2 separate regions of the Zea mays genome follow, and region 2 is linked to region 1. Evidence: chromatin contacts called from public Hi-C data. All regions are on one chromosome and are shown on one strand. The core of a region is the stretch at or near the end of the contact, and the rest is flanking DNA. Distances in the headings are between cores, read along the strand shown. Region 1 holds the start of LOC100276680. Region 2 holds the start of LOC100193709.

Region 1 (2,700 bases), core at 42-2,541:
AAGACCAATCTCTGTGGATGTCGTGTTGAACATGCCAATTTCTTCACTCACCGATGAACTAGGACGCGGAGGTATATTCATGGCTAAACGTGGGCGATGGAATACAGAGGTTGTGTGTTGTTTGTGGCGGTGCGGGATGACAGCCACGACGGTGCGGGATTGTTCCTGGTGCCGTGGGAACACAGCGACGCTAGCGGATGGGTGTGGTGGAGCGGATCTAGTTGCTCGCGGCGGCACTGAATGCTTCCCGGTGGCCAGAGAACCAGAGACGGCAGTGGGGTGGTTGCGGCGGCGTGAGATGGTCGCGGAAGCGGCACATCGCGGGCACGTCGTGGTGGTGCCGAAGACGCGAGAAGGAGAAGCAGCACAGGAATGGGTAACTTCCACCGGGTCTGTTTGATTGATGCCTAACTTGCCCCACTTTGCATAACTTTTCTGACTAAGGTTAGTTATTCAATTCAAACGACTAACTTTAGACAAAGTGTGGCACAGTTAGCCACAAACCAAACATGCCCTAAAGCCCCAGACAAATATGGCTAGCGAGGGAGAGAAGACGCCGAACGCGATGGCGCAGGAAGAAGTTAGCGAGAACCGACTTCAACATGTTTTTTTACCTAGAACATTGGATATGCTCTTAACTGAACTAAAAGAGAGCCTTGGTATTATAGGGATGAAAATGGTCAAAATGGTATTTATTCGGTAATGAGTTTTTTAGTTGTTTTTCTTTGATTGCGAATAAATAGGATATAGAATCTACAATACAAATTTGTATTCTTATTTTTAACATCCAACTTGTAAAGATTTATAAAAGATAAACCTTAAATTCATCCTATATTTTCATAAATAATAGATATAAACTTTGGCATGGATTCGGAAACAAATTCGGTAATTTTTTCAGCTATTTGTGTTGTAGGGACCAAATAATACATAAAACAATTTATGTAATATTTTATTCATATTTGTACTAATGTGCTTGATGACATAAGAAAAGATCAACATTAAATTTTATACATATCTATTTTAAAATATTAAATTTGTCCTAACAGTTCGGATTATCACTTTCATCCCTAACTTGGTATGGTGTAAGCCAAACGGTGAATCAAATGACTAGTTAGTTAAATACTTGTCCTTGGATTGGAACGGTATAAGCGAATTCTATCCTGCTAACGGGGCCCACATGGCAGCGTGGCTTATGCCGACGCGACGCAACGCAGCGGCCCAACGGCTCTCTCTCTCCGCTATTCGTCTTGTTGCTCTGGCTGAGCCGTGTAGCTGGCTGGCCGTTCCCCACTTCACACTCCACCCACCAGATCGCTGGTCAAAACCCTAGTCAAACCTCGCCGTTTGATCCCCGGCATCCAATCCAGCCTCCAATTGACCTCCTTTCTAGCCCAAGGATCCAATCCAAGCACCTAATTCCATCCCATCCGGATGGGCGATGGCGATGCTGCATCGGGGACGGGGAGGAGGTGCCCCAAGCACCCGTCGGAGCCGCCCTTCACCGGCTTCTGCTCCGCCTGCCTCCTCGACAGGCTCCACGCTACCAACCTAATTGGTGTGGTTGTGGCCTCCCCTTCCCGGCCGCCTCGTCCGCCTTCGCTTCCCTTCCACCAGGACCTGGAGGAGGAGGAGGAGTTCCTGCCTCCCTGTTCCCGTTCCAAAGGGACAACAGGAGAACCGCCAGCGGTTGGGGGGAGGACCACGCTCCTTCGTCTCTTCCAGCTAGAGGACCAAGGAGACGAGCGTGAGCAGGACACCGGCACCGGCACCGGCACCGGCACCGACGCCGCCACCTCCACCAGTGGCGGCGACGCCCAAGATCCGCCGTTTCATCTCCAGCGCAAGCGCTCCCTTCGCCACTCCTGCAGCGAATGGATCGCCTGCTGCGACGCCGCCGCCGCCAACCATTCCTCCTGCCTACCCTCCCGTCAGTCTCTCGATGCCTCTTCTTCCACCACCTCCGCCGCCGCAGCTGCTGGTGTGACGCTGGCGCCTGCTAATCCACACTCAAACAACGCCGCTGCTTCTGCGGGAAGCAATTGCGCTGCCATGGTCGAGAGGAGGACGGGGAGCCTGAGGTGGAACCAACTCTGGCTAATCAAGGGCGTCCTCGCCAAGCCCGGAGGGCATCTGCTTAACAGATCTTTCTCCGAGTCCTCTAGGTCAAAATACGCCCTCCACCCCGGGGGCGCCGCCATTGCAAGATCCTCTTCGTCCCAGTCGCAAGGTGTCCGCCTCAACGGCAGCCACTCCGTGTCTTCAGCTGGGAATGGTATGGACTCTTCTGAGATATCACTCCCCGGTGATTCTGTTGGACATGCGCATGTCCACCATTGCCGGCCTCGCCTCATGGACTGGCTCCGCCGCAGCCGCAGCGTTCACTACCCTTCTTCTACCAGCACTGTGGATGCTGGTCTTACTCCTTTCAGAAGCAGAAGCAGCAGCACCAGGAGCACCGCACACCCAAGGTTTCCTGCTGGCTTCTTTGCTGCACAAAGATATCAACGCTGATAATTCTTGGCTACACAATTTGTTGTAGAATCAAATTGTAGACTAGCATGGTAAGTTATGGCTAATAATTAAGCAAACTCTGTGCTGTCAGTGGTTGGCCAATTAATACCAAGGGACTGACTGTCAATGAAATTTTCAAGTTGAGCTCTTTTGGTAAACTTGCTATATGTACATGTAGTGTACAGGGAA
Region 2 (2,700 bases), core at 50-2,549, 220 kb before region 1:
GGTAACCTCCCCTCCCCTTGCTTCTTTTGCGATTCCTGTCTATGTATAGGTTAGATTAGATCTGCTACTGTCTTTCTAGGGTTCGGATTAGATCAGTATATATTGATTGATTGGTTGTGCGTCGTGGTGGAGGTCCGTAACCAATCAATTTTTTTTATCTCATAAGAGATGTTGTACTAGCCCCTGCTGCTCTGGAATCAATCAACCACAAAAACTGTGATGTGGCTAGGAACACTGTTGATAAATCATGCTGTTGCTATTATTCGTAACAACAATGCACCCGTATCAAGCTAGCTACAGGCGGGGATGATATTTGGTTTGCAGTGAGATAATTTAACTAGCTAGTCAGACAGAATTTGGCTTGTACTTGCGACTTTTGCACACTTTGGGGATTGTTCGTTTGACCGCCACGTGGATTGGGTGGTATTGAGTCGGTTTAAATCCATCCAAATTCATTCCAATACACTTCAATCCACATGTAATTGGACGTGATTTGTGTTATTTTCTGCCATTGCTGGTTGACATAATGGAACTGTATTTTCAGGCTGCCAACTATCTGAACATCAAGGGATTGCTGGACCTGACCTGCCAGACGGTTGCTGACATGATCAAGGGCAAGACTCCGGAGGAGATCCGCAAGACATTCAGCATCAAGAACGACTTCACCCAAGAGGAGGAGGATGAGATCCGCATGGAGAACCAGTGGGCCTTCGAGTGATTGTTGTCTTCCTTTCCCTGGTGATGGTGGTGGTTCTTTTACAAGAACAGATGGATGTCTGCACTGCACTCTACAATGCTAGTCTATCTACTTACGAAATAGTAGTGAAATAGTAGTATAATGGTCGTGATGGTTGTATCCTTTTTTGGATTGGATGTATGTCAAGCTGGTGGGTGCTAGTTCGTCTGTCTGGACTTGTTACTAGTTAATATCTCATAATACATATATAAAAGTGGATCTTATGATGATTTGCCTCCATGGCTGGTTGTTGTGCCAACGGTCTACTCGTGGTTGTCAAGGAGATAAGGGAAATGCTGATAAGGCCGGCCACTTGTCTGTTATCCACCACCCTTCCTATCTTAAAAGGAGGAGAAAACGAAAATGAAATTTCTGGCGCCTGTCTGCCCGCCCCCTGATAAGGCCGGCGAGAGAGAGAGAGAGAGAGAGAGAGAGAGAGAGAGAGAGAGAGAGAGAGAGAGAGAGAGAGAGAGAGAGAGAGAGAGAGAGAGAGAGAGAGAGAGAGAGAGAGAGAGAGAGAGAGAGAGAGAGAGAGAGAGAGAGAGAGAGAGAGAGAGAGAGAGAGAGAACCTCTCTGCAGGTGCAGCCATGGCGAAGCCCGTCTCCATCCAGGTGTGGAACCCCAGCGGCAAGTACCGCGTGGTGAGCACCAAGTCCATGCCGGGCACACGATGGATCCGCCTGCTCACCGACAACGACTGCCGCCTTGAGGTTTCTTCTTCTTGTCCTGTTCAATTCTGCACCAAACGAACCTGACCCTTCCCTGTCCCCGTCCCTGTTGGCAGATATGCACCGAGCACAAGACCATCCTCTCCGTGGACGACATCCTGGCGCTCATCGGCGATCGCTGCGACGGCGTCATTGGACAGCTCACCGAGGACTGGGGGGACGTGCTCTTCTCTGCGCTCAAGCGCGCCGGAGGCACGGTCTTCAGCAACATGGCCGTCGGCTACAACAACGTCGATGTCGAGGCTGCCAACAGGAATGGCATCGCAATCGGCAACACGCCGGTGAGTGAGTCTCTGTTTGTTGCTGCTGCTTCTGCTTCTGTTTGTTGTTGAATTGAAACCAAAACCAAAACCCCAACCCCAATCAAAACCACAGGGCGTTCTGACGGAGACGACGGCTGAGCTCGCCGCCTCCCTCTCGCTGGCGGCAGCCAGGAGGATCGTCGAGGCTGACCAGTTCATGAGGGCTGGCCTCTATGACGGATGGCTCCCACACCTGTCAGTCCCTCTGCTTCCTCATATACTCCTGCAAATGCAACAATAACAATGTATTGTCGCAGGTTCGTTGGCAACCTGCTCAAGGGCCAAACTGTTGGAGTCATTGGAGCTGGTCGCATTGGCTCCGCCTATGCACGCATGATGGTACACTACTTCCTATCCTCTCTCTCTCTCTCTCTCTCTCTCTCTCTCTCTCTCTCTCTCTCTCTCTATTGGATTGGTATTCAAGCTAATTGCCATTCATACCAGATTGAGGGTTTCAAGATGAACCTCATCTACTACGACCTGTATCAGGCCACACGTCTTGAGAATTTCGTCACAGGCAAGCAAGAATGCTACGTACCTATACCATGCATGTCACTGGCACAGATATATACTAATCTGCTTGCTCGATCTGTGCATTGCACTCCTACCTCCAGCATATGGGCAGTTCCTCAAAGCAAACGGTGAGGAGCCTGTCACCTGGAAGAGGGCCGCCACCATGGAGGATGTCCTCAGGGAGGCTGACGTGGTCAGATTCAGCAGTCCATTAATTAATCTGACCATTCCATTATCATATTGTTTTGTTTGAGTTTGCTTGTTTCGTTTGGCGGCAGATAAGTCTGCATCCGGTGCTGGACAAGACCACCTACCATCTGATAAACCCCGAGAGGCTGGCCATCATGAAGAAGGAGGCTGTTCTTGTGAACGCAAGCCGAGGGCCCGTGATCGATGAGGCCGCGCTGGTGGAGCACCTCA

The links. Hi-C and Micro-C count contacts between places; a contact is called where the count stands out from the background.
Region 2: a contact with region 1 is called in a Hi-C map of ear, with 2.6 times the contacts expected there. The contact joins the promoter of LOC100193709 here to the promoter of LOC100276680 in region 1. A contact is called at or near these places in 3 of 25 Hi-C or Micro-C datasets (ear, endosperm and an unstated tissue).

What each region holds. Positions count from the first base shown.
Region 1 is chr5:68,186,734-68,189,433 of Zm-B73-REFERENCE-NAM-5.0, reverse strand. LOC100276680 reads left to right here and starts at 1,291. Exons shown (of 1, transcript NM_001196758.1): 1 at 1,291-2,700. The coding sequence starts at 1,432. The coding sequence ends at 2,511.
Region 2 is chr5:68,406,881-68,409,580 of Zm-B73-REFERENCE-NAM-5.0, reverse strand. LOC100193709 reads left to right here and starts at 1,299. Exons shown (of 11, transcript NM_001317198.2): 1 at 1,299-1,447; 2 at 1,522-1,746; 3 at 1,841-1,962; 4 at 2,025-2,106; 5 at 2,212-2,284; 6 at 2,382-2,473; 7 at 2,559-2,700. The coding sequence starts at 1,325. It overlaps LOC100193107, which reads left to right. Exons shown (of 2, transcript NM_001138269.1): 2 at 545-960. The coding sequence ends at 718.